7 separate regions of the Mus musculus genome follow, and regions 1, 2, 3, 4, 5 and 6 are each linked to region 7. The links are chromatin contacts, called in public promoter capture Hi-C maps. All regions are on one chromosome and are shown on one strand. Each heading gives the region's core, a stretch centred on a gene start, on an enhancer-like site or on the middle of the called end of the contact. The rest is flanking DNA. Distances are from core to core; before and after follow the strand shown. Region 1 holds the start of Kpnb1 (karyopherin (importin) beta 1). Region 2 holds the start of Cnp (2',3'-cyclic nucleotide 3' phosphodiesterase). Region 3 holds the start of Tbkbp1 (TBK1 binding protein 1). Region 4 holds the start of Ttc25 (tetratricopeptide repeat domain 25). Region 5 holds the start of Acly (ATP citrate lyase). Region 6 overlaps Klhl11 (kelch-like 11). Region 7 holds the start of Rapgefl1 (Rap guanine nucleotide exchange factor (GEF)-like 1).

Region 1 (3,740 bases), core at 34-2,533, 1.6 Mb before region 7:
CTGCTTCAATAATCCCACATTTTCCTATACAAAAGTCAGTCACTTTTTCTTTTCTCAAATGTACTTCTTAAATCCGAAAGTATGAAAAACGGGGTTACATTTGTGATTTATCAGAGAATAGGCTCAATCTCAGAAATGAGCCTCAGCCTGAGATCCTTAAAGATGAGTTCTCTGAAAACCTAAGTCCAAACAGAACATTCGTGCACTTAGACCAGGAATGGGATAATAATGGGCAAGAAAAAGAAAAAAATTGTGGCAATGGGTCCAGAGGTGGTCGGGTGCCAGGCGTGGCCATGAGCACAGACCAAGGGAGCTGGGGAAGGGTAGGGCTCTGGGAAGTAGTTGCATACTGCCTCAAAACCAGGGGACAGGAAGGAGAGGCCGGCCGCAGCCAGTACAAGGCAGGCGGCAGGGCGCAGAGCTTCCACATGGCCCCTAGGCCCGGCTCCCCAACCCCCACCCTTGCTGAACACGCAGCGCCATGCAACCTAACTTCCCTTCCCTCCCTCTTTCTCCCTCCCGCAGCACCGCCGCCCTCAGGCCGCGTGGCGATTGGACGGCGATCACCCCGGCGCGCCTCGCTATTGGCCAGACGCGGGGCTCGGGGCGGGACACACCCACCGGCTTCCCGATGGCGGGGTTAGGTTGGGCCGGGCGGGGGGGTAGGGGGACGAGCTGGGGCGGGGTGGGTTCCTGAGGCCTGGGCCTCCAGGAGGGCGGGAAGGGCCGCACGCAGGGATGGGGACGCGGCGGGATGGGGCGCGGCGGGGCGGCACGCACCAGATTCTCCACGGCCGCACGCTCGAGGAACTTCTGCGCCGCTTCCAGCTCCAGCCGATCTGCCGGGAGAGATGGGGGGAGAGGCAGCGGGGTCAGAGGGGCCACCCCCTCCCCCACCCCGGTCACCTCGGCCCGACCCCCCGGCCCCGAGTCCTACCCGGAGACACGGTCTTCTCGAGGATGGTTATGAGCTCCATGGCGGAGGTGACGGCGGCGGGGACTCCTCGCAAGACGGCGGCCCGGCCTGTCGGGCGGCGGCTCCGACTGGGGATGGGGGTTGGGGGTCGGGTGGGAAGGGAGGGTGGGGTGGGGGGTGGGGGTCACCACAAGCCCATTCACCGGCTGCCTCTGGCCAGGCGCTCCGGCTCCCCTTCCTCCCCGCTCTCCTTCCTTCCTTCCGCCCTCCTAATGTGCTAGGCGGCAGCAGCTGCTCCTCTGGCGGCGGGGGAGGGACCCCGGGGGCAGCTCGGAGCGCGGCTGCTGCTCGGGCGGCGGAGGGAGAAAGGAAGGGCGGCAGTGAGTGAGTGAGAGGCGGATCGCAGGGAGGGAGAGAGATCGAGGGAGGGAGGCGGAGGGATATCCTTGCCGGACCTCTCCGCGGCGGCACCGCGCTGCCCAGCGATTGGCTACGGCCGGGGCCACGCGGAACCCCCGATTGGCCGGACGGCTAGCGTTGAAGGGCCGCCACGCGCCCATTGGCCTGCGGGCTTCAAGGTCCGGTTGGCTGGGCGGGCAGCGGGATGGGGCGTGCTTATTGGTCGAGGGGAGGGGCTCTGGGGTGGGGCAGGTAAGAGCGCGCCGCTGATTGGGCTGGCCCGGTAAAGGCCTTCGGGCTCAGCCCGGCTGTGCGCGGGGAGAAGGGTGGGCGGAAGGTAAAGGCTCCAGGCGCGTCGGATTGGCTGGGATCCTGGACGTTGATAGGACGGGGCGCCGGGAGAACTGAAGCGAGGAGTTCGGGGTCGCCGCCGCGCGGAAAGGCGGGAGGCGCCCAGGCTCTTAGGAGTCTGGCGCGGAGCACGACGGGACGCCTCCGGGGTGGGGCGGAGCTGCGCGCGAGTGGCTCGGACTGCGCGCTACGGAGAGCCGTCACTCGCCGCGGTGTACGGAAAGCGAGCCTTTCGCGGGCCTCGGAGGGGGCGGGGACGGGAACCGTTAAAGTCCTGCGCCGCGCCCACAGGAAGCTGCCTTCATGGTGAGGTCGGCTTGCTGCCGCGCTCTGTGCGGAACCGGACCATGAGAACCACGTGGTTCACCTTCCAACGTGCGGATTTGCAAACTGAAGCCCAGAGAGAGAGTGGAGCCTGTCCAAGGTCACACAGCCCATTCCAGACTCGAGCAGAGCTGGCTTCAGGCGCCCCTAATTGCCCTTGGAGACCCCGTCGGGGCCCTGGACTGTTAACAAAGTTTCGCGGAGGCGCGTCCTTAGACCACTTAGCAGTTCCCATAAAGCTTTGATGTCCAGACTTCGTTTACAAGATCTGTGTAGTATTATATAAAGAACGTGTGCATTGACGAGCTGTAGCGACACACCTGCCATCTCAGTATCCCGAAGCCTGAACTACAGTCTGAGATCTTGTTTCAAAAACAAAAAACAAATACAACAAACAAGATAAAAATACGTTGCATATAGTTGCTTAACATTCCCCTCCCCTCATTTGGATACCCAGCTGCAAGTCATGGGGGGATTAGGAGCATATGGGTCAAAATAGCATGTAAATTGTATTGTTTTTAAGGTGTAAAGAAATTGCCCTACACTAGCCACACTTTGGAAACTTGGGATTTAGTGTTCTCTGAAACACTTAAAGTCATAGCCTCGTGGGGTTTTTTAATTGTGTGTATTTTCTGCCTGTAATGTATGTTTCCAATGGCTTCATGTATAGATATGTTCTGAATACTTCCACATCTTATCCTGATTTTAAGAAAGATTTTTTTGTTTACTATGCAAGCATAATTTTTGTTTGGCTGTGATTTGTTGGTTGGGTTGGGTTGCCCCCCTCCCCCCACGGTGGGGGGGGGCGGAGCCAGGTGGTTTCTCTGTATAGCCCTGGCTGTCCTGGAACTCATTCTGTAGATTAGGCTGGCCTTGAACTCAGAGACCCACCTGCTTCTGCCTTCAGAGTGCTGGGATTAAAGGCATGGGCCACCAAGATTGCCCAGGAAATGAGTTCTATTGTAATGTATTCATTAGAATGTAATTCGATTTTTCTTTTTTGTGAGTTTATTCTGTTCTGCCTCTTTCAGACAGGATCTCTAGCCTAGAACTCAATATGTATCTCAGACTGGCTTCAATATTTCTGTAGCCTCCCTTCCTTGGAGTCCTGAGTGCTGGAATTACCCATGGTGCTCTCTCTCCACTGTAAGCATGTGCACACACCTACATGCAGAAGCATGCTGGTCCTGTGCCTCCGTAACTCTGATTCTCAAGACAAAAGGCAGACTTAATGCTATAGAAACTTGAAGTTTTGCAACAAGGAATGTAGGCCCGGCTGGAGAGATGGCTCAGCGGATAAGAGCACTGACTGCTTTTCCGAAGGTCCTGAGTTCAAATATCAGCAACCACATGGTGGCTCACAACCATCCGTAAAGAGATCTGACGCCCTCTTCTGGAGTGTCTGAAGACAGCTACAGTGTACTCACATATAATAATTAAATCTTAAAAAAATAAAAAAGAGCTGGGCTTGGTAGTGGACGCCTTTAATCCCAGCACTTGGGAGGCAGAGGCAGGCAGATTTCTTGAGTTTGAGGCCAGCCTGGTAAGAAAGAAAGAAATGTAGGCCCATCATTCCTCATACAGTATTTCAATAATTTACCTAGTGATTTCCTCTAGCTTATCAGCTCCCTAACCCCAACCTTTTGCTCTCAACTAGGAGGACTGCTCTGTATGTGTGGCTTTAAGTCAATGATGGGGAAGCTGGGAATGTATATCAGAGGGGTTGCTTAGTGCATTAACTAGCAGTCCT
Region 2 (3,917 bases), core at 1,238-3,737, 1.7 Mb after region 7:
TTCCCAGCAACCATGTGGTGGCTCACAACTGTCTGTAATGGGATCTGATGCCCTCTTCTAGTGGATCTGAAAACAGCAACAGTGTTCTCATACACATAAAATAAATAAATAAATCTGGAAAAAAAAAAGATCAGGCCATCTTAGGGTTTTAACTACTGTGAACAGACACCGTGACCAAGGCAACTCTTAGACAACATTTAATTGGGGATGGTGGTTTACAGGTTCAGACGATTATTATTAAGGTGGGATTGTGGCAGAATCCAGGCAGGCTGGAGGACCTGAGAGTTCTATATCTTCATCTGAAGGCTGCTATGAGAAGACTGACTTCCAGGAAGCTAGAATGAGGGTCTTAAAGCCCATGTCCACAGTGACACACTTTCTCCAACAGAGTCACACCTCCTAATGGTGCCACACCCTGGGCCAAGCATATACAAACCATCATGCAAGGCCTTTGCCATGTGGTCCAGAAGCAGGGATAAAGATGACTTAGGCTGGATGAAGCCAGGATTCCAGTCAAGTGAGAGGCAATTCAAAGGCAGAATGACTTTGGTCCCCAAACTTATCCCCAGGTCAAGTCCAGGAACTTGTGCCTACTAGACAAGTCTTCTAACACCAAGCTATAGTCCCAGTCCCTAGATAAAAGTATTTTAAATCATGTCTTTTTAAAATTACATTTTAAATGAGGCCGGAGAGATAGCGCAGAGGCTAAGAGCAAGGGCTGCTCTTTAAGAGGACCTGAGTTCAATTCCCAGCAACCACATGGCAGCTCACACCTGTCTATAACTCTAGTTCCAGAAGGTTCTAAACCCCCACATAGACACATATGCAGGCGAAACACCAATACACATAAAATAAAACTCATCTATTAAGCCAGGCAGTGGTGGTACACATTGTTAGTCCCAGCATCAGGGAGGCAGAGGCAGCCGGATCTCTGTGAGTTTGAGGCCAGCCTGGTCTACACAGTGAATTCCAGGATAGCCAGAGCTGGACAGAGAGATCTCTCAAAGAAATAAAAAGTACATTTTAATTTATTTTTGTGTGCATTTATGTGTGCGGACCTACACACCTACTACCTGCCTGTGGCTGTCAGAGAAGAACAAGTCGAGGGAGTTGGTTTTCTATCATTCATGGCCTAGAAGTTCAACTCAGGGTAACGTGGCCATGTTAACAAAGCTATATCTCAACTGCTCCTGAGAAATTATATATAATTATATATCCGTTTGTTTTGTTTTGTTTTGTTGAGACAGGGTGTCTCTCTGTAGGCCTGGCTGTCCTGGAACTCACTCTGCAGATCAGGCTGGCCTGGAACTCACTGAGATCTGCTTGCCTCTGCCTCCCAAGTGCTGGGATTAAAGAAAAAAGTGAAAGTGAACAATGTCACCACGTCCTCGAAGCTAGGATGCACTTGCCTAGCTTGCAGGAACCCCAGCATCTTAAACAGCTGACATGTTCTTGTATGTATGAATTTCCAGCAAGAGGATAAGAAGTTCAAGGTCACCCTTTGTTACATAGAGAGTTTGAACTTAGCCTGGGTTACATGAGATTCATCTTTAAAACAAACCTTTTTTGGGGGATATCCAGCAAAGAAGACTGCTTAGACCCAAGCGGAAGCCAATAGAAAGTCTTTATTAGCCAGCCCCTCAGCCCCTTCACTAGACTTTTTTTTTTTTTTTTTTTTTTTTCCTGAGACAGGGTTTCTCTGTGTAGACCTGGCTGTCCTGGAACTCACCCTGTAGACCAGGCTGGCCTTGAACTCAGAAATCCACCTGCCTCTGCCTTCCAAGTGCTGGGATTAAAGGTGTGTGCCACCACCACCCAGCACTTTTCTCAGGGTAGGCTTTTAATCATAAAAACCACATCCTGTGTTGACACACCTAAGTCAGAAGCAGACTATAGGAGCCAAAAATCAAGGTTAGGACATTTAGGGCCTTTCCCAGAATTATGGACTTTGATGAATTAGGTCTTTGTTTTTGTTTTAGGAGGCGGTGATGCCTATCGGCCTGGTTTCGTGGCCTGAATGGTACTTCCTTCACATGTCAGTTGTGATAAGGTCTATGAGCCTGTTTCAAAATTTTAAACTATCTGACTGCACCCATTTCATCCCAGCCTGCCTGGGAACCCAGGAAAGGCAACTGCCTCCTGTTTTAAGAGTTCATCTCTCTCCTGGTGATGTCTTTAATCCAAGCACTTGGGAGGCAGAGGCAGGCAGATCTCTGTACCAGGCCAGCCTGATCTACATGGTGAGTTCCAGGACAGTCAGGGCTACATAGTGAGTTCCTGTCTCAGAGAAGGGAAAAAGTTAAACTTTAACTTTTAAGGAACAAAGAGGTGGCGTGGCGGACTCTTTCTTGGCATTGAGAGTCCAGGTGTGCTTTTACTTTCTGCCAAGGCTCAGACCGCTGCTTCCTGGCACTCAGGTTTCCATTCCCCGGGGGCGCGTGCGCAGAGGCTCGGGCTGACCCCGCCCTGTCCGCGCGCCCCGCCCCCAGGCTATGAAAGGGACCCTGCGTGGGGGGGCCCCGGACACCCGGAGACGCCCGTGTCCCTCACGCAGGCGGGCGGCCCCGGAGACATAGTACCCGCAAAGGCGGTGACGGCGGTGCGCCCACTCATCATGGTGAGCGCAGCGCGTGCGTGGGGGCCGGGGCGGGAGAGAGGCTAACTGAAAGCGAGATTCTTGGGGATGCATGGGCAGAAGTAGTTTGCAAATGAGGACACCAGGTTCCGGAGTTGAAGTTGCCTCTGGGTCCTCCAAGGCAGCCCTAAGGCAAGGGGCGCGAGCGGGGATATTTTGGGGGAGTCTTAGTGTCTTTGGAGAAGGAAATATCGCCGCAGGGAAGTGAAAGTCGATGCTCCTTGGCGACACCAGCTGGCAAATGGGTCTGGGTAGCACCAGAGAGTGCAGGGCTGTTGTGGAGCCCGCGCTGGGAGTGGGTTCCTGCACAAGGCTATAGAGAAGCCAGAAGCCAGCTAAATTCTCAGGGGCGGAAGCCGTTGTAGATGACAACTGAAACCGCTATGTCTTGTTTTTGTCAGAGAGGTGCTGCTAACACACAGCAGAATAGGGGGCACAGATCTCTGAATACAGGTGCCCTGTGCCCTAATCCTACAGATTGGGGGAGGGGGCGCACTGAGAGAGCAGAGGAGGAGGTGGTTGTGAATATGCCCTTTGTCCAGTGCCCTCCTGCCCTGCCCCCCACCAGCCCTCTGTGGGACCATTGTCCCCCTATACCCAGACAAGAGAGTATTATCTGTTGGTGCCATTGTTGGGTGGAGGGAGGCGGTCTTTGGGTCACCCTCCCCTGCCCTCACCCTCCTCTGCACACTCAAGAGAGCCAAGGCAGCTGTGGCTTTGCCCATACATAGAGCCCCAGGCCTCCAAACAGGACATCCTTAAGAGGTGCCAAGAATATATAAGTTAGGGCTGACAGGGAGCCACAGGCACTTGCTGCCCTTGCGTGCCCTGTCACCAAGGTGTTCTGAGGGGGAGCAGAGAGTGATCCTTGGAGCCAGAGACTAAGAGGTTAGGTAGCTTCAGAAAGATTCCCTCTACCTTACAACCCAGCTGTTGAAGATACTGAAGGATCTACTGCGAGGAAGAAAATCCACCATTCCCCTCCGGGGAAAGCATCCACCATTCAAGGGTGCTTTAAGTTAGGCTTGGGGATTCCTCAACTGACAAGCGGTCCCCCTCTGGGAGAACTCGGCCAGAGACTAGGGTGTGGTGCTTGCGGGCTGGCTTTGAGGAGCCGGGGCTGACATCTCCTCCTCCCTTCTTACACAGAACACAAGCTTTACCCGCAAAAGCCACACATTCCTGCCCAAGCTCTTCTTCAGGAAAATGTCATCCTCAGGAGCAAAGGAGAAGCCAGAGCTGCAGTTCCCTTTCCTTCAAGATGAGGACACGGTGGCTACCC
Region 3 (3,955 bases), core at 92-2,591, 1.7 Mb before region 7:
CTGGGTAGGCCCGGAGAGGTGTGCCAGGGTCAGGACCAGCCTTGACAGGGAGCAGAGGGGGCTCCCAACCTCCCCAACCCTATTCCCAATAGAAACAGGAAGCGCTGAAGCTGATTTAGGGAAGGCGGGGGCAGGGCGGGGTTGAGGGCAAAGTGAGGGAAGCAGGAGGCTAAGGGAGTGGGGTTGGCTGGGAAGCGAAGCAAGGGCTTACCTCGTGTTGGAATTGGTTGAGTCGTTGCTGCAGACTGACCTTCTCCACCTCCAGCAGGGAGCCATCCTTGAGTTCATACAGAGGGAAGCCATGCTCCTCTCCAAAATCAGTGATCAGCGGATACTGTGGGAGGGTCGTCCTCTGAGAAGCCTGGCTTCCCATCCCAGGACCGCTCTGTCCCCCAACCCCACTGCCAGCTTCACAGGCGCCTCTCCCCGCCCCCTCCAATGGGACCCACCACTCCAAAGCTGGGCTCCTCCTCCACCCCTGAGATTGGCTGCAGGAGCAGAGCTCCTCATCCCCAAGGCAGCCACTTCTTCAGGGACCAGGCAGCCTCCAGTGCTGGCCACCTCTTGGGACCCTCCTGCCCTTGCAGGCAACTACAAGCTCAGCTCGCCATCACATCTAGGTTCTGACCTTGATCTCATAGACTTTGAGGCGACGGCGGAGGGTGGCATTCTCCCTCTCCAGGCCTCCTAGCCTTTCCTTGATGTCTCCGTAGGCTGTGATGAGGGCAAAGTGGGAGGCAGAACACATGTCCCCTCCCAGGGACGGGTCTCCAGGACCATCCAGCCACACCTCACTGGGCCCCAAGGCCTCTTGGGTCAGGATGCTGATGTCATCTTCAAACATGGACTCCATGGTAAGGGCTTCAGCCCACCCTGGGCCTCCTGAGAGTGCAGGAACAGAGTAAAGAGGACCACCTGCTCTTTGTTCCCAACTCTTCCATGCTGGTCTGAGGAACCTGTGGTAGCTGGGGAGCTTCAGCCAAGAGACAGATCTCACAACTAACTCTCTCTCTCTCTTCTCTCTCAAGTTTCTGCCCTATCCCCTGCTGTGACTGCTTATAGAAGGAAATGGAACCAGATAGACGTCATGAGTGGAGTGGGGGACAACTGATAAACAGGACCAAGGATCAGGGGCAGGGAGGAGAGACCTGTGGACAGATGGGAGGGAGGGCTGCTGTCCCAGCATTGGCACAGCCCAGAACCTGCCTAGACTACTCGGCTTGGTCTCCTCCCCAGACCTCCCTTTTCCCCAAGTACCTCGACAGCCGCCAAGATTCCCATCCCAGGCCTCTGTCGCCTGCTCCTAAGGAAGGCTAGTCCCGCTAGGCAGCCTGGCCTCTGTGGCCCCCGCCCAACTTCCTCCCGCAGGATCCCAGAGTTCAGGAAAAGGAAGTGCCTCCCCAAGTGCGCCGGGGCTGTGGCAACCGTCCAGGCGCAGACCTACAGGAAGTCCTTGGCTGAGTGTCAGAGGCAGCAAACTGGGCAAGGGGGCCTAGGAGAACCGAGACCATTAAGGGAGACTCCAGCTTGTCCTATTGTGCCTGCACTCAGGGAAATGGGGAGCCCTGGGAGGGGGGCAGGAATGACTCAGGGCTCCCAAAACGAGTAGGCAGCGAGGGGGTGCGTGTGTACATCTCCGGGCCCTTGTTTATGAATGTGTGGCTGTGGCTGCCATGTGGGGGGGAGTGTGTGTCTGTGAATGAGTGTAGGTGTGCCGCCGTCAATGAGTGCTTTTGCGGGGCGGAGGACCGGGGTCAGCGCGGAGTTCGGGAGTGACCAGAGGTTGTGTATGTGTGTGTGTGTACGTGTGTGTGCGCGCGCGCGCGTGTGAGCACGCGTGCGTGAGCGTGTGGGTAGGGTGGGCACGTTCGGGCCGAGTGTCACGTGAGGCACTATGGGAATGTCCGAGGTGTGTGCGCGCGCTGGAGCGTGTGTGCGCTCCGGCGAGGGGGCTCGGTCCGAAGGCGCGAGTTCCGACAGTGCAGGCCTCGGGTCCCCCATCCCCCAGCCTCGGCTAAGTGCCGGAGCGACAGACGCGTGTGACAGGTCTGAGTAAGGAGCGTGTGCGCGTGTTTGAAGGGCTGGCCCCACCTTTAACCCTCTCTTGCCCACGCCACCCCTCCCCCTACTCTGCCGACCAGAGCTCACTACACACCCCACCCCCATCCCTGCCCACGATCTCCGGCCATCACCCCCACTCTCGAGGACTCCGTGTCCCCACACACCCCGGCCGTGCGACCCGAGCTGCCTTCCTCCGCATCCTGGGGCCGCGCGCCGAGCGCCCGCGCAGGCTACTGGGGAGGGGGCGCCCGTCCCCGCCTGGCCCCTCCGGCGGCCCCTTTAAGAGCGGCTCTTTAAACCCCCTCGGGCTCGGCGGACAGAAACTGTCGCCCCTCCCCTCTGTGGGGCCGAGACCGCGCAGCCCCCTCCCCCACCGCGGCCGGGCTCCGGGCGGGCTACTGAGCGGCAGCCGCCCCGCAGGCCGGAGGCTGCGGGCAGCGGCGCAGGACCCTTCCCCACTCTGCTCCCGGGCGCAGCGCCCGCCCACCCGCGCCCGGGCCCCGGCCTCCCGCGCCCCAAGCCGCCCCGGCCCGCCGCGCCCCTCCCCCTCCCCCAGCCCGGGCCCCGGCCCGCACTCACGGCTGCCGCGGGCTCCTGCTCGCAGTCGCAGCGCACCCCTCCGCCGGCTCCCTCCCCTGACGGGCCCCAGCGCCCCCACCCCCTGGCACCGCGCGCCGCTCCGCGCCCTGCCGCCGCCGCCGGGTCTCTCCCCACCCCCTCCCCTCCCCTCCCGGCCCCCTCCCTCCCGCTCGCCCGCCCCGCTCCTCCTCCGCCGCCGCCGCCGCCGTCTCCTCCGCCTCCTCCTCCCCGGCTGCTCCGGGTCTCTCCAGCTGGACCGGCGCCCGGGACCCCGCGGTTGCCACCACCACGTGGCGAGGGGCGGCGGCCCCCGCGGTGCGGTCCGGCTGAGGCTGGCAGCGCGCCGGGCGCCCACCAGCTCCCCGCCGTGCGGCCTCCCCTCCCCGCCGACCGGCGCAGTGTCTGCGGACCGTGTGCTGGGGCGCCTCGGGGCAGGACTTGGGGTTGCACATTTTGGAAAGAAGTGGAGCTGTTTATTTGGGGGAAATATTTTTATTTTTTTATTGGTCTTCGGAGAAGAAACATCACTAGACTATGTACTCTTTGCTCTCGTAGGAAGGGGCATCGAAGTAATCTATCTATTTGAACACAGAGACATTAGAGTTAAATCTAACTTTGAAAGTGAGCGTGAACTAAGGAGATAAAATGTTCATTTGGGAAGACGGACATCCCTTCCAAGCCCTTTAAAGACACTCCCAGAGGCCAGAAAGATGAAGAAACACCATACCTCGCCCTTTACACAAAGATTTGAGCACCTGCCAAACTGCCAGGCAGAAGATAAGTCTTTTTGCCACGTTCCCACTGTGTGTGACCTTGGGCAAGTTACTTCACCTCTGACTTAGACAGGAGATCGTTCCGGACAGGCCACCCCAAGGGGGAAAGAATAGAGATCAGACGCCAAGGTGCCCTGCAAGTGCCGGGGAGATGTTAATGAGTCATTTTCGTTCCCTGGTGGATTAAGAACCGTGGACAGAGGCAAAGCCAGCCTGACTCTGCTGGGAGATCGCCAGAGCAAAGCTCGAGGGCCCTTGCCTTGTGAGGGAGGGAGATGCAAACTCTGCAGGCCAGGCATAGGCTAGGGAAGGGGCTCTGGTGGGGGTCAGTACTTAGCTAGGAAGATTCCATGGAAGCTGAGTCCACCTTTCTGGCTTCTAGCAGAGTGCTTCTGAAAAGGGAAGGATGAAAGAAAAAGGTCTCTTGTTCCGGGGGAGCTTTGAGAAACAAGGGCAGTTGTCATCTTCTCCACTGTGGAGAAACATGCTAGGCTGGGTAAGCTGTTCCTCCCAGGATGACCGGCCCCAGTCTTGGACACTCA
Region 4 (3,767 bases), core at 375-2,874, 1.7 Mb after region 7:
CTTAAAAAATAACTACAATAGTCGGGCATTGGTGGCATTTGTCTTTAATCCCAGCACTTGGGAGACAGAGGCAGGCAGATTTCTGAGTTGGAGATCAGCCTGGTCTACAGAGTGAGTTCCAGGACAGCCAGGGCTACACAGAGAAACCCTGTCTCGAAAAACAAAACAAAACAAAACAAAAGAACAACAACATCAACAACCAACAAGGGTATTGGCACTAATGAAAGTCTCTGACTTTACCACATTTTCCCAAGTAATCAGTTATGGTGGCTTGAGACAGAGACTCCCCTGTTACTTGGGCTGGCCTTCACCTCACTATGTAACTGAGGCTGCCTTGAACTTGTGGCAATCCTGCTTCAGTCTCTCAAGTGCTAGAATTACAGATGTTGTGCTCATTTGTGTTTATACATTTGCCAGTAAGGACATCTTTTTTAGAGACTGAAAACGGTTTGCTTTGCTCCTACTGTGTGCTGGATTCTGTTCCTAATACATGCCCATTAAGCTGGATCCTGTTTCTGTTTTTGTGTTTGAAACTCGCTGTGTAGCCAGGGCTGGCCTGGAACTTGTTATGGAGACCAGAAAGCCTGTATCTCACAACCAACCTCCTACCTCTGTCTCTGGAGTAAGAAAATTAAAGACCCAGGCCACCAAGCCTGGCTCAGCTGAATTCTGGAAAGACAGTTTAAGACAAGATTCTGGGCTGGAGAGATGGCTCAGGGATTAAGAGCACTGGTGCTCTTGCAGAAGACCCAGGTTTAACTCCTAGCACCCAAGTGGTGGCTCAAAATCATGTATAACTCCAAGACTGTTTTAAAAAACCAATATAGTTGAGGCAGTTAACTGAGCTAGCTATCTAAGATATTATGGGTACTTAGAGGTACTGCTGTGTCTGTGTGGTGTGTGTGTGTGTGTGTGTGTGTGTGAACATGTGTGTGCTTGTGCACATGTGAATGTAGATGCCAGGGGACACTTCAGGAATGCATGTCTTTCTGTCTCTCCAGGGCTGGCTAATACAAGATGGTGCCATCACACTGGGCTGTACCAGGGTTGGGGGAACTGAAACAGAGAGCTGCATGCTTAGCATGCGCTTTACCAACTGAGTTATCCCCACAGCCATTACTCCTGAATGGCTGCAGAATTATGTCAGGCTAGACCTTAGTTTAGACTTGCTATTAGCAAGTGTTCCATAACTATGTGACATTGAAAGCTAAACCCATCACACTTTCCATTGCATTCTCATGCAAATCCTCACGTCCCTGAGGGCTCTATTATTTTCCTGTTCATTTGGCAGGTAGAACGCGTACTTTTCAGTTCCCTAATGTGCTTGGTCAAGGATCACGCAGCTAAGAAGTGACAAGAGAGAAGGCTGCCCAAGCCCTCTGACTCCGGTTCCAAAATTCTCTCTCCTTCCTAATGGGACCTGGAGTGCTTAAGCCTTAATCCTACTTGGAATTTTGCCTCCAATTCTCATTTTCTTGGCTTGCTTTGTCTGCGAGGCTTTCCACGTGGCAACTGGAGGGGAGAAGCAACCTACAAGCAAACAGCGATCACTCTGGAGCGCCAGCGTCCTGCAGCCGCCGGCCACGCGCTCAGCACTTGTCTGACCGGTGTGCGCAGCGTGGCGACACAGGCGCATGAGCACGCTGGGCGGGCTCACCCGGAGGCCTAACACCGCCAGGGGAGGGGAGGGGAGGGACCGGAAGTTAGACTATCTCTCTAGGTTGCTAAGAGACCGGGCTGTCCCAAAACAAGCCGGCGATTCTCCAGCCTCTTTTCCTTTCTGAATCTGCTTCAGAATTTCCAAAAGTAGGGTGACCATGTCGGACGGTGATATCTTAAGAAGCACTTTTCCCTCTTACATGGCAGAGGGGGAGAGGCTTTATCTGTGCGGGGAGTTCACTAAGGCCATTCAAAGCTTTACCAACGTGAGTTGCGCTTTGATCCTATTACTGTGTTGCCTTCCTCTTTTCCCCTCCTCCCTTTCCCTCTCTTCCTCCTCCCCTTCTTCTTTCCCTTCCCCTTCCTTCTCCTCTCCCCTCTTCTTTTTTTCTCTTCTTTCCTCTCTCAACCTCCTCCCCGCCTCCGCTCCTCTTTTGAGATAGACACTTGTTCTGTAGACCAGGGTGGTCTCGAACTACCCCTACTTCCTGAGAGATGACTTCCAATGTGCACCCTCATTCCCAACTTATGATTTGAAAGGAAGGTGCCCTCCTTATGTCCTCTGGAGGCCAACTCCCTATCTTGCAGTTGGCCTCTGGAATGATGGAACCCCAGCTTGCTACCTGGACCCACCACCATTGTGTTGTTGATGAAAGATTTGTGTGTATGTATACCACATGCATGCCTGGTACTTTTGGAAGCCAGAAGAGGGAACTGGATCCCTTGGAACTGGAGTTACAGGCAGTTATGTAGCACCAAATGGGTGCTGGGATCCAGATCTGGGTCCTCTACAGGAATAGTAAGTGCTGTTAACCAATAAATCAACACGATACCACCCCCCACCACACACACACACACACTTCACCACTTAAAGAAAAATATTTGTATGTGATGGGTGTTTTGCCAGCATGCATGGACCACATGCATACTTCCCTCTTAGAGTGTGGAAATGGACTGAGGGGTGTGAGCTGCCATGTAGGTGCTGGGACTTGAACCTGGGTCCTCTGGAAGAGCAGGCAGTCAGTCAGTTAGTGTTCTTAGCTGCTAAAAAATCTCCAGTCCCACCCAATTACCATTTTTTTTTCATCACCAGCAGCCCTGAGGTCCATTTTGTGGATATCATACTCCTGGTTCCCATGATATGCCACTGTCACACATAAACCCTGACTTTTGCCATTTTCTCTTATAGTTTCTCACTAATGCCTGCCAGTTGGAGACATAATGTGACCAATCATTAAATGTTTCATGATTACCTTTCTCTTGATAAATTCAGTCTCCCATCCTTAGCCACAGATTGCCCAAGAAGCTAAATGTAGAAGTCTTTGGCACAGGCTTGCCTGTAAGAAAGTTGTCGGTGAAGTTAGGGCGTACTGTAGTAACCTTATTGAAAATTACACCATTGTACCCTACAGGGATTGGGAGTCGTTTTAGGATATTAGACTCACTGCTCTAAGCAGTGTGTGTCCGTCTAGGATGTCGGGGAGCGGAAGGGGTTACTATTGTTTTCTTTGTATATATGAGGAAGTGAATATAAAAGTTAGGTAACATGCCCAAGGTCACTGCACTGAACTAGCTGGAGTAGTGGAGGAAGGATCCTGTGAGCCAAGCATTCAGACTCCAGTTGCCTGGGGTGCCAACCTCCAGACTGCAAGGTGTTCTGATAACCTTTTCCTTTGCAGGGCTGGAGACAGTGCTTAGCTGGGTAGAGTGTTTGCCTTGTGTGCATGAAGCCCTGGTTTGATCCTGCTTTTGAGTGTGTTGTCCCACACTTTCAGTCCCAGCAGCTGGCAGGTAGAGAGAGAGAAGGAACAGAGATTTAAGATCATCTATGGCTACTTAGCAAGGTCAGGGCCAGCGTGGAATACTGGAGATCCTGCCTCCAGAACAGAATAACCATTTCCTTTGCTAGAAACTATACTTTTCTTTTGGGGTGCTGGTGCTCCGACCCCACATGCTTGCCAGTTGCTCTTCTTCTGAGTAACATGAGGAGCCCATAGCCTCCTTCCTTCCTTCCTTCCTTCCTTCCTTCCTTCCTTCCTTCCTTCCTTCCTTTCTTCCTTCCTTCTTTCTTCCTTCCTTTCTCAAGACGGGACTTCTCTGTATAGCCC
Region 5 (4,029 bases), core at 822-3,321, 1.7 Mb after region 7:
CTGGAAAGGCTGAGACAAAGGACTCTTAGACTAACTGGTGGAAGGGCCTGGTCTCTCAGCAGGGCAGCTCATACATCCTGGGAGGCCCCAGGAGAGATCAATCAAAACTTCACTCATCAATTCCCTGCTCTCAACAGCAATGGATCGGTGAGGTTCTTTCAGAATCTAAAAAGCCTGAAAACCGTGAGGGAAGTAAGTATGCGCTTACTCAAACATGTGAAAACTTCCGTTATTAGGAACAATGTGACAAAAGTACATCAGAATCTGGGATTGGAGGACACCCCCCTCCCACACACACACACCCCAAAGCCTTTCTCAGCGGCTGATCACGCTGTCAAATTCGTGATGGATGGTTTCACAGCAGAGCTGAGCGCCCACTCCCCCAACAAACTGTTACCTGTTAACAATAACCTGCAAACTCTTAGTGGGAACCATGCCCAAGGTTCCAACACGCACACGCACCTATACACTTAGATATATGGACACACACACTCACATTCTCTCTGTCTTTGTCTGTCTCTATCTCTCTCCAAGAAAGGGATCTTTTGAATTGAATGGGCTATTTTCTACAGTGACTGCCTGAGGACTGAATTCACTCACTGAGGCCCCAGGAGCAGCCCAGAGGGAAGGGTGAATGAATGAAGCCTGCTTTTAAAGAAGACTCCTCTGGGACCCACTGAGGAGGGTCGACAAAACACTCTCACTTTAAGGGCTGGGGAGGGGGAGGGGATGACAAGCAAGCAATCCCCTATAGCAAAGGAACGGACAGAACTCTTCCGAGTATTCCCTGCTACAGCAGACAGTGTCTAAATAGAGATTAAAAACAGCAGCTACTCTGTCTTCAAGGCCTCCTTTTACTGCCCCCCCCCCCCGCAGAGGGGAGCGTTTAAGCAGCTTTCTAAGAGGTGGAAATGATCTTTCCAGGACAGTTATCTCTCGATAGTAAAGAAACCCGACATGCTGAGCAAAGTTAAAGCGGGGACAGACAGGGTTGGCTGGCAGACTAAAGTGCCTTATGCTGTCCTTTCCAAAATTATGTCAGGAGGGATCCCTCATAGCAGAATTTCAAGACTGAAGAAAGCAGCAAGCTTTGGGGACCAGACCTCTGCCAGGCCTGACAGGAGGTAGAGGTAGGTAGCATCCTTTGCACACACGCGCGCCCGCGCACATACACACACCCTAGGTGCTTGTCTCATCCAGACTCCTGAGCACTCCGACCATCTGTTGTTTGGGGGCTACACCAGTAGGGAGCTCCTTAGCAGGGAGAGCCCATCCAGCGCCGTCGCTCCGGAGCCAAGTCCTCGCAGCAAGGCCTCAGGCACTCTGAAGCAGCACGACCCCGCGTGGCCAGGGCCCGCTCCCTACACTTCGACATAGAGCTTAAGGGATTCACCACAGAACTAACAGGACAGGCCTGCTTGAGTCCGGCTTGCGAGCGGCCGGCGTGGAGAGAGTAGCCACCGCCATCTCTACTACCCGCCCCGGCATCCGGTGGGGAACCCGAATGGGGCCCAAAAAAGTGTCCCAAAAAAAGCCCGACTAGACTCGAGAGCTGGCCCTGGGTGGAGCTGAGAAGAAGCAGGACGCGCAAAGGCAATCCGGAGGAGGGAGAAGTAAGGTCGGTGGCAAGCAATGTGCAAACTCCCAGGAACTAGAATAGGATTGGGAGGGTGTAGACATGCGGCCCGCGGCTGGGGAGAAGACTACTATAAAGCTTAGACCCGCACAAAACTTCCGAGCAGGTGCAGGGAGCGCGCGGGAGCGCCCAGCCAGGGAGCCCGGAGGTGGTTCCGGGTTGGGGGAGGGAAGCAGGAAGCTTAGTGGGTACTGGGGGGTCGCACCCGCGCCTACGACTGCCGTACTCACCTCTTCGAGAAAGCCTGAGTGTGGCTCTCTGTCCGTAAGCACCAGCTCACCCCAACTCTTCGGATCGCTCCAGCCGCCTGCAGCAGCCGGGGATCCGGCTTTTGTTCCGGCCCAAGTGGGCTCCTCCCCGCCCCCCATCAGCTCACAGGCTAAGCAGCCCGGCGATTGGGCACACGCGTTCCCTAGCCTGAGCTCTAGGCTCCTCCCCATTCGCTGCTGTGGTGGCCCCGCCCTCAGGCCTGACCTGGGGCTGATGGGACTTGTAGTCCCGGACGTGGGCGGGGCCGTGGGCGGGGCCTAGGATGGGGAGATGGGCCGGGCGGCTCTAGGAGGAGAACCTACGAGGCTGGGGGCTGTGGCCTGATCGTTTCAGGGGCTGGGCCGGCCAGCCGCCGGGTTGGGTAGCTGAGGGAGGGGGTTGTTGGCCCAAAAGGCTATAGCACTTCTCCCTGGACCTGGCGTCCTCTTCCTCCCTCCCAGGAGAGCAACTGACGTTCTTATCCCAGGCTCTTGTAAGCCGCCACACCAAACCCAGTGCGTTAGACCTGCTTTTGAAAAGCTACGTCTGCTTTCCTTTCACACGTGTCGCCTCTCCGCTCCTGGAACCCTCCCCAGGGAATTTACCAGAGCCAGTCTACACGACCACGCTACACAATCAGACTGTCCGACCTAGGACATAGATTGGAGGAAGGGGTAAACTAGTGAGGCCAGAAGGACGCCAGTCCCAACGCGAGTCCTCTTACAGGCTCACCTGAGCGCGGATCTGGGCGGAGCTGATCATTTATCTGAGATTAAAACTTAGGACTGGGGCCATCCCTGCCCAACCTCTTGCTCCCTCCCCCAACCTCAAACTAAGACACCGAAAGCAATGAACAACCTCCTCTTTTCTGTTACTTGCGAAAGATAGAACATATTTTCCAAACCCAAAACTGGAGCGCCCAGTCTAACAGGTACCCGAGAACTTCTGGGGCAGAATAGATAAATCATAAGGTCCTGGAAATCAGGAATTCACTGCTTCCCTGGAGTGGAAGCCTCTCTTGCTTGTCCCCTAGTCCCAGTATGTCTTCCCAGATGGACCCAGAAACTAACAATTTTCCAGCTCTAGGAAGGAGGCCAGAATCATCCTTTAATCAGCTCAGGTGATGCGTCAGCCCAGGGTGCAGAGAATCTGCATGGCTGTGCCCCTGGCAAAAAACCCTGGGTCAAAAGCTCCCTGCAACAATGTTGCAACACTCTCCTGGGCAAACACTTTCCCAAGGCCCCCCACTCCCAGGCCCTTTTCGGCCAGTCTTTGGATGGCTGAACTTGTAACACCCATTCTTGACCAGCGTGTGCTCCTTTTTTTGTTTGTTTGGGTTTTTTTTTTGTTGTTGTTGTTTTGTTTTTTACGAGACAGGGTTTCTCTGTGTAGCCCTGGCTGTCCTGGAACTCATTTTGTAGACCAGGCTGGCCTCGAACTCAGAAATCCGCCTGCCTCTGCCTCCTGATTAAAGGCGTGCCACCACTCCTGGCTAGCGTGTGCTCCTTGATGACGTCTTTTTTTTTTTTTTTTCTTGGTCCCTTCCCTAATACTCATTCTTTAGAAATAACAGTTTAGAGTGCCCCTTGCTCCTGCAGTTGAGGGAGAGGCCTAGAACCTACCCAAATCTCTGTGAGTGATCACTTCTCCCCAAGTAAATAAATATCGTCTCTGAAGTTGCTCAAATTCAGGCCCTGGAGGACAGCAATTCAGAGTTTTTATTAAAGTCTGTTTGTTTTCTGTTTGAGACAGAGTAACATGTAGCCCAGGTTGTTCTTAAACTTGTTGTTTAAATAGAGAACAACCTTGAATGTCTATCCTCCTCCTGTCTCAGCTTCCCAAACGCTGGAATAAGTCGTGGACCCTTGGGACTAGCTAGTCTTCACCAGCTAACCAAAAGACTGTAGTTAATGTGAATTACCTGTGGGGTGTCCTAGAAAAATGACTAAGCAGGTAAATGACTTGCTATGAAAAGATGATGCGAGTTCCATTGCCAAAACCACATAACGGCAATTAAAGAAAAATGGCTCCACAAAATTGCCCTCTGAACTCCACACACATAAACTGTAGTACCTGTGTCCCCCTACATATACACAATAATAGCTTTTTTTTTTTTTTAATAGGCGGGTAGATCTCTATGAGTT
Region 6 (3,847 bases), core at 375-2,874, 1.6 Mb after region 7:
TGTACTGAGTAGGAATTTATTATCAAAAACAGTGCAAAAGCAATATGTCAACCTATACAAGGCTCAAAAGAAAATGGTTAATCCTCCAATGCCATATGCAACAAAGAATGCAGATACTAAGAGAGAATGGGGCGCAAAGATATTCCTAATCCAACTGAAAAATTAAAAGATCATGAACATGAACTATAAAATAGCAGCTCTAGAAAACAATAATAAATATAAAGAATTAGAGGAAGTGAATGTCCAACATCATTGTCACAGCTCAACAAAAGCAGAGAACTGGAGGGAGTAGAAACAGCTGCTGCTGAAACTGCTTCTTGGTCCTTGGAAGCTTGTCCCTCAGGATCTATATATGGCCAAAGCCTGATCTACCTAGTGAGTTCCAGGCCAACCAAGGCTACATAGTGAGACCATGTCTCAAAAAAAAAAAAAAAAAAAAAAAAAAGACTTTAGGGAATGCAATAAAAATATGTACATACTAAAAACCTTTTCTGCAAGATGACATTGAATTGATTATGTAACATTTTGATAGTTTCCTGTTAAATGTGGTATGTCAAAGCCTTAAAATTTTAAAAGCCAAAACTATGTACTCAGATTTGATATTCTAGGCTCTAAGTTCCAGTAGAAGTCTAGGGCAACTAGGTAAAATATAACAATCAGGGGCCAGAAATAACATGGCTTCTCTTAGCGGTATTTTCTAAACGGTTACTTCCTTGCCATTTGAAAGCTTTACTTGTAGAAAGAAATGATGAAGAGTCTATATAATATTCAGCGGAGCAAAAAACAAACTGAAGGCATCCTGTGTTGATTGTCACGGCACACTGCATCCTCATCAACACAACCATTCAAAGTGTTTCAAATGTTTGTTCATTTGCTTTCTCAGCTACACTGAGCACTTCTCTTCACCTGTGTAACTCCCTCTTTAGACAACTAGACAACCAGGTAAACATTAATACCTTCCCAACTATCATCTCAGGATGATGGCTTCAAGTCTATAAACAGCTGTGAAAGAAACCAAACAAACCAGAGGACGTGCCACTCACAAACTTCTCATTGTCACCCTTTCCAATGAACAAAACCAGCATTTGCAGATACAGCAAAGCATCAGGGCTCCATTCTGAGATCATCCTTGCTGAAACATTGTGCTTTACCTTCAGATCCAGTTTCACTATTGCACACGTCTCTCCTACAGATGAGAGCTTAACGCATAAATTGGTATCACTGAAAACAAACAATCCATAAAAAACTTAAAGGAGCATCAAAGTAAATGTGCAAATAACACTGGTGCTTAGAGCCCCACGTAAGTCCCTAAGACAAAGGAGTTAGTGGTTGGCAGAAAAAAGGCCAAGTAACTAGACCTGCTTTCCCCCACTTCTCTTTAATAAGATCTTATTTACCAGCACACAAACACAAACCAAAGTCAGGACTGCAACCTAACAAAAATTACCACATTGAACTGAGTTTCTATTTGTTTTTTAACTATACTTCTTGTATATAGGGTAATAAGTCCAAGTAGAAAATAAGTCATTGACATACTTTTCCAAGTAACAGTCCAGGCATCCCCGCCTCACAGAACAGGGAGAACAGTTTTCAGCTGCAAACGCTGGTGAGCTCAGCATTCAATCTGGGAACTTGGCACTCTCCGCATGTTCAGGGCGTGCCGATGTATCTCTTGCATCTGTCGGATGCGGTCCTTCTGCCACATTAAATTTTGAGGCATGGGGTATCTCTGTGTGCCATGTAAGTACCGGTAAGGGATCCTGACATGGCAAGCAGTGGCCCTGCAGCGGGGCTGAGGCATTGGAGGAAGGAGCATCCACCTCTTTCTCTCAGCACAGTATCGGTAGGCCTCTTTCCTGTACTGTTTGTCAATATCATCACTGTTTTTCCAGCCTCCAATAATGAAGACATCATCTCTGTAATAGCAAATGGCTGCTCCTTCGATGCTTAGGACTTCTGGAGGCAAGCTTTCAAGGATCTCATCAGACACCTGACCGGCAATTTTTCTTACTGCTTCTTCATTTTCTAAGGAGTAACTCTTGGGACAGCATGATGCTGTCTGATAAAAGTTTGAATTGACCACAGACATCTGGAAAAAACAGTAATTGTCAATAAGCGGTAAAGATTCCACATCTTGCCACTGTCGAGTCTCTGTATCATAGCAAGTAATTACAGCCTTCAGTCCATCCTCAGTGTCCCGGTCCACGGGCGTGCGGGCAGCAATGTACACAAACCGGTCCTCAATGGCTAATGCTTTGACATCTCGCAGAATCTTTGGTGCTGACTCTAAGTTGTGCCATTTATCAAGCTCGGGATTGTAAACAGTCACGTCTTTAAAGCCAGGGCTAAAATTGCCGTGTCCTCCAATGCTATACAGCTTCCCTTTGACTTCTGTTAGCCCAAAAGAGTGCTTTCTGGTCATCAGACTACAAACATGTTCCCATGTATTCAGGTTTGGGTTGTATCTTTCCACAGTTTTAGCAAACCCTGGTTCCATGGAGCCAGCAACATACACGTAGGACTCTGTAATTGCGACGGCATGTCCATCAAGGTGGTTATGAATGTGGGGCAGATTGACCCACCTATCCTCATCAACAAAATATCCCACACATTCACTTAAGTAGTCTCCTCCTTCCGACACTCCTCCGATAACCATGATTACGTCCATGTTTTGTCCATAGCGAGGTAACAGTGAGACTTGTGAAGTGGGCTGCTGCAATGTGCCAGACTGTATATTCTCTGCTCTGAGCGCATGCCTCTCCACTGCTTCTGCCACCAGCTTGACACAAACTTCATTATTGGCCACTAGCCGCTCTGGTTTGACATGCCGTGTAAGGTAGGTGGGTTTCATCTGGGACAATCTGAGCAATTTAAAAAGCTCTTCAAAGTATCTCTCTCTCTCTTCTGCATTTCTCTGAACCCACTTCAAAACTGTTTCAAAAAGAACCTCTTCAGAATCCACAGTGATTTCCAAGTCCGAAAGCCAGTCCCGAATGAGATGGAAAGGTAAAGTGTAAAATTCCTCATCCTGAATGACTTTATAGAAATTTCTCCGTATCATATCTGCAGCTTTCAGAGCAAGCTGGCTCAGGGTATACATGTGGGCTAAGCTATGAATGGCCACACAATTCGAGAGATGAAGTTTTTTCTTGAGAAATTCTCCACAGAATTCTTTTAAACGAATTAATAAGAATCTAGAATCAAGAAAAAAGAGAAAAGATTGATTTTGGAATATATATGTTATATAGTTGTATGTGTACCTGAATTATACAAATTAAAATGGTAGGATTAATCTTATAAACACAAGCCTGGAAAAAGACTACCCTCCCTCTGCAAATTAGCAAACAGTATGCGGGAAAGTATTTTTAGGAGGGAGGGTTTGAAATAGGTCTCTCTATGCAGATGGCTCAGTGGGTAAAGGCACTTGCCAGAAAAAGCCTAGAGATTTTACATCCCTAGGACCCATGTTGAGGTGGAAGAGAAACTCATGTCACAAAATTCTCCTCTTACCTCCAGATGTGCACTGTGGTACCCTATATATCATAGACACACAGTAATACATTTACAGGCATGCGCCTCTCATGCTAATACTCAGGAGACTGAGACAGCAGAATCACAGGGTAAGGGCCTACCTGGGAAACTTAGTGAGACCCTTTTCAAAATTTTAGAAAATGAGAAAAGGGAGCTGGAAGGATAGCTTAGTGGTAGTTCTAATGATCTTTTTTATGTTTTTAAGACAGGGTCTCACTAACTCTGGCTGTCATGGAACACAGATCCATCTTTCTTTCTCTGCCTCCTGAGTGCTGGAATTAAAAACATGTGCCACTATGCCTGGATTCTACTGTCT
Region 7 (3,712 bases), core at 598-3,097:
AGTAATTGAATACCACCCTACCATTCTCTTCGGTTTTCTCATGGTAATGTAGATGCCCTATCAGTTTTCCCGCTGTGGGTCAGTCCATGGACCTACCTGTAGGTGACTCAAAACATCAAGGATTTGCAATTGCCAGATCTTCTTACAGCTGCAGTTGACCTAGAGCAGTGATTTCCAACACTGGCTGTTTGAATCACCTGGGGAGCTTTCTAAACTAACAGAGACCTTGGGCCTGCCACAGGATCCCATAATGGATCTAGGGTGTGACCTGGACATCAGCAATTCCAAAAAGCTCCCATGCGGTTTCAGTGTGTAGCCAGAACGGAAGCCACTGCTGCTCCAGGAGGACCACAAATTAATGCTTCCTTTGCTTCTGATTCAAGGTCTTGAATGTAGTGACTGCCACTTTCTGTAACTGGAAGGGTCTAGAGTCCGATTCCCCAAGCATTTAGTTTCTAGAAGTCTCTCGGTCCCTTTTTATTTCCAGCTCCCACACCCTTCACACTCCCCAATTTTTCACCCTTCCTAACCGACAATCCCAAATCCTGCCCAGAGAAGAGGTTACCAAGGCAACCGGCTTAATCTGGTAACTGTGGCATGTGCAGAAGAGAAGCCCTCCCCTCTTCTTGGTTCCTAAAAGGTTACCTGGGGAGCTCTAAGCCACTCTGGCCAGTTCCTACTTCCAACCTTAAGAGAGGCCGAGTGTCCAATTAAGGCTGTCCAGGAAACCAATGCTCAGATCCAGCTTCATAGCAAAATCGGAGCTTTTTTTTTTCTTTTTCTTTTTCTTTTTCTTTTTTTTTTTTTTTTTGTTCCCTCTCCAAATCCCCAGATGGGTGTGCAGAGCTTTATTTCTGTGAACACATGCTCTAGCACACATGGAACTGAGTTTGCACCGACAGCAACACAAGTGTAGTACACACCCTGTCAGTTTCACCACTCCCAGCTCTTAGCATTCCTGTCCATCCATGCCTTGCTGAGGCACAGTAAACAGGGGTGGGACTTTGCCCAAGGAACACCAGCCCACCAGGAACCCGGTGCCACTCCTTCACCATGTATACCAAGCCTGGATGTGTTCACACTGTCTCTACAGCCCCATCCTAGTGGAGTGTACCCTGGGAGACAGAATGCTCTGGCGTAGCCACCAGGAGTAAGGGCAATATTTCTCCCATTCTATGGCTATATACACTAATGTGCTAGGTGATGGATGATAGTTGGCAGTTTGGGGACTTACACATCTCTTCAGTCTTGCTTCCCTTCGCTACCACCTGGGCTAAGATGCCCTTGTGCTTTTGGTCGTCTCTTTCAGTCTACTATCTCTTTTCACCCCAATTAGACCTGCCACAACCTGCTGGCCTCTGCCTGGCTCTTTCCTACTTGCCAGTACTTGCCTTACAGGGCGGCCCTGCACCACCCCCTAAACCCTATCAGAAAGGAATATGGGTACCGCCCCCAGTGCCAATACCAGTTTACCCAAGACGCCGTCCCAGCCCTTCTCAACAGGTGGAAGATAATGACCAAATAAAATTGTGGGAAAGATGCAAAGAGTTCAGCAGTCTTTATAAGCCTCACCTGTGCACAGGTAGGCGTGCCAAGGTCAAACATATGCCCTGGTTATTTGAAATGCTCAAAAGAGACCCGGTAATCAAGAGCCAGGAGTCCTCTGCTTTGGTAGATCTCTCCCTCGCCTTTGCCCTTCTGCGACTGTCAGAAACCCAAGTCCTAATTTTCCTCGCGGTCAGCGCCAGAGCCCAAGTTCAAGCCTCGCGCGGCCGGGCGGGGGCGGGCCTAAGCAGGGTAGGGGCGGGGACTGGAGGAGGGGGCGCGGTCTCAATTCTGCCACCTTCCCCGGGGCCAGGAGCGCAGCCGCCGCCGCGTCCTCAGCCTTGCGCTCCGCCCGCTGCCTCTGTCGCCTCAGCCCGGCCCCGGAGCGCTGAGACGGGGACACCAGCCCCTCAGCCTGCCAACCCTTCGGCCGCAGCCGGCATGGGGGGCCGCTGAGAGCGAGCTCCTCTTCCCTCTGGCACCTCCCCCGGCCACTGGCCACTGGACTCTGGCCAGCGAGGCTCGGCCACCTCTCGCTCGCAGTCCGACGCCTGGCACGGCCCTCGGCTCTGCTCCCCCGGCTCTGAGCATCGTGTCCCCGCCTCCCCCCGCCCGCGCCTGGGACACCTGGGTCCCCCGGCGGCCCCTAAGAGAGGGGCGGGGGGGGGGGCATGAAGCCACTGGAGAAATTTTTGAAGAAGCAGACGTCTCAGCTGGCGGGGCGAGCGGTGACTGGAGGTCCCGGCGGGGGTCCGGGTTGCTGCGGAGGGCCTGGAGGGGGTGGGGGCCCTGGTGGGGGCGGCGGTCCGGCCGGGGGACTGCGGCCACTGCAGCGGCGTCAGAGCGTGTCTCGCCTGCTGCTCCCAGCTTTCCTCCGAGAGCCCCCAACCGAGCCCGGGCTGGAGCCGCCCGTTGAGGAGGAAGGGGGAGAGCCATTAGGGGTCTCTGAGGAGCCGGGCAGTGGGGGGCCCTGTTGGCTGCAGCTAGAGGAGGTTCCCGGGCCTGGGCCGATAGGATCTGGGGTGCCCCTGCGCTCTCCTTCCTCGTACTCCTCAGATGAGCTATCCCCCGGCGAACCCCTGGCTTCACCACCCTGGGCCCCCCTGGGCGCCCCCGAGCGGCCAGAGCATCTTCTGAACCGGGTTCTGGAGCGCCTGGCTGGAGGGACCACCAGGGACAGCAGCGCCTCAGGTAAGCCTGCTCATCCATCCCAGAGCAAGAGAGCACGGGGTTGGGGGTGGGAGGTGAGGGATTGGCCCGGGGGATGCTCCCTGATTGTTTTTTCTTGTCCTCAGTGTTGGTGTAGAGGATGAGGGGAAGCCCGAAGTAATGTAGGGGAAGGGGCATGGTAATGCGCACCCACCTTCCTCCCCACATTAGCTTCATTCTAGGGGAAGAAGGGAAACCATCTCTCTCCTTCAACTACCCTCCCTCTCTCTCGGCTATTTAAGCCAGTCTCCCACGAGCCCTTGATACTGCCTACCTCCTCCCACGCCCCTAAATTAGGGCCTGACACCCTAAGGTGGACGCTTTCCCGCTGAGGTTGTACGCTGCCCTCCAGACCATAGCTGAGGCCTGAAAACCGCTGACAGGAGTCCCTGGCTGTGTAGGAGCGCCTCACTTGGTGGGGCCATGTGGATAGTCACAGAACTCGGCTGCTTTTATTGGGGATGAATTCGAAGGTCTCTAAGGGAAGATACCAGGAGACTGCAGCATCCAGAAGGCTTTGGGCCTCCGTAGCACCCACCCTTCCCATGCCATGCCTCAGCAGAGGGCCTTTTTTAAAAAAATAATAACCACACCCTGAGAAGCCTGAGATGATGCCATTTCACCCACTATGAGAATGCCAGCACCCTATTAAAGGGCTTCTGAGGAACGTAGGCCCCCACATCGCTAGTTGGAATAGATGTAGAGATATCAGGGTCTTTAGATCTAACTAGGCACTCCACTAAACCCAGAAGGGGCTTAGGGTTGAGAGACCAAGCTTGAGACCCTAAAGAGGAGGGTGTTAGGAGTTACCCTTCCTTCTCTGCAAGGCATTCTGGCTCTAGGAGTGGAGTGTCACCCTCTACTCCATTTTTGTCCTGAAGGTCGGGGTCCCCTCTTTTGGCTCAGGCTGCAGTTGCCCTGGGGAGCTGACACCTTTTGGATTTAATTAGAAAAATAT

What was found. Promoter capture Hi-C pulls out the DNA fragments that hold promoters and counts their contacts.
Region 1: a promoter capture Hi-C map of pre-B cells shows a contact between it and region 7, with 9 times the contacts expected there. The contact joins the promoter of Kpnb1 here to the promoter of Rapgefl1 in region 7. A contact is called at or near these places in 2 of 39 promoter capture datasets (liver and pre-B cells).
Region 2: a promoter capture Hi-C map of hippocampal neurons shows a contact between it and region 7, with 12 times the contacts expected there. The contact joins the promoter of Cnp here to the promoter of Rapgefl1 in region 7. A contact is called at or near these places in 4 of 39 promoter capture datasets (the C10 cell line, cranial neural crest, hippocampal neurons and 1 more).
Region 3: a promoter capture Hi-C map of liver shows a contact between it and region 7, with 5 times the contacts expected there. The contact joins the promoter of Tbkbp1 here to the promoter of Rapgefl1 in region 7. A contact is called at or near these places in 2 of 39 promoter capture datasets (liver and pre-B cells).
Region 4: a contact with region 7 is called in a promoter capture Hi-C map of pre-B cells, with 5 times the contacts expected there. The contact joins the promoter of Ttc25 here to the promoter of Rapgefl1 in region 7. A contact is called at or near these places in 6 of 39 promoter capture datasets (the 3T3-L1 cell line, cranial neural crest, hippocampal neurons and 2 more).
Region 5: a promoter capture Hi-C map of second pharyngeal arch cranial neural crest shows a contact between it and region 7, with 7 times the contacts expected there. The contact joins the promoter of Acly here to the promoter of Rapgefl1 in region 7. A contact is called at or near these places in 4 of 39 promoter capture datasets (cranial neural crest, hippocampal neurons, pre-B cells and 1 more).
Region 6: a promoter capture Hi-C map of hippocampal neurons shows a contact between it and region 7, with 7 times the contacts expected there. The contact joins the enhancer-like site here to the promoter of Rapgefl1 in region 7. A contact is called at or near these places in 8 of 39 promoter capture datasets (cranial neural crest, embryonic stem cells, hematopoietic stem and progenitor cells and 5 more).

What each region holds. Positions count from the first base shown.
Region 1 is chr11:97,186,609-97,190,348 of GRCm38.p6, forward strand. Kpnb1 (karyopherin (importin) beta 1) reads right to left here and starts at 1,284. Exons shown (of 22, transcript NM_008379.3): 1 at 938-1,284; 2 at 781-839. The coding sequence starts at 977.
Region 2 is chr11:100,572,452-100,576,368 of GRCm38.p6, forward strand. Cnp (2',3'-cyclic nucleotide 3' phosphodiesterase) reads left to right here and starts at 2,488. Exons shown (of 4, transcript NM_009923.2): 1 at 2,488-2,617; 2 at 3,785-3,917. The coding sequence starts at 2,615. Ttc25 (tetratricopeptide repeat domain 25) reads left to right here. Exons shown (of 12, transcript NM_028918.3): 12 at 1-115.
Region 3 is chr11:97,148,734-97,152,688 of GRCm38.p6, forward strand. Tbkbp1 (TBK1 binding protein 1) reads right to left here and starts at 1,342. Exons shown (of 10, transcript NM_001372531.1): 1 at 1,258-1,342; 2 at 629-882; 3 at 212-334. The coding sequence starts at 853.
Region 4 is chr11:100,543,984-100,547,750 of GRCm38.p6, forward strand. Ttc25 (tetratricopeptide repeat domain 25) reads left to right here and starts at 1,625. Exons shown (of 12, transcript NM_028918.3): 1 at 1,625-1,925. The coding sequence starts at 1,818.
Region 5 is chr11:100,525,929-100,529,957 of GRCm38.p6, forward strand. Acly (ATP citrate lyase) reads right to left here and starts at 2,072. Exons shown (of 28, transcript NM_134037.3): 1 at 1,867-2,072.
Region 6 is chr11:100,461,252-100,465,098 of GRCm38.p6, forward strand. It overlaps Klhl11 (kelch-like 11), which reads right to left. Exons shown (of 2, transcript NM_172565.2): 2 at 1,361-3,194. The coding sequence ends at 1,613. Among named protein-coding and RNA genes, the nearest start is that of Klhl11, 9.6 kb to the right of the region's middle. Within about 2 kb of position 1,625, at least 10 of the 459 cell types and tissues checked have an H3K27ac peak or open chromatin away from gene starts, as enhancers often do. A contact at or near this core is called in hippocampal neurons, where this site is marked.
Region 7 is chr11:98,834,938-98,838,649 of GRCm38.p6, forward strand. Rapgefl1 (Rap guanine nucleotide exchange factor (GEF)-like 1) reads left to right here and starts at 1,848. Exons shown (of 15, transcript NM_001080925.1): 1 at 1,848-2,736. The coding sequence starts at 2,217.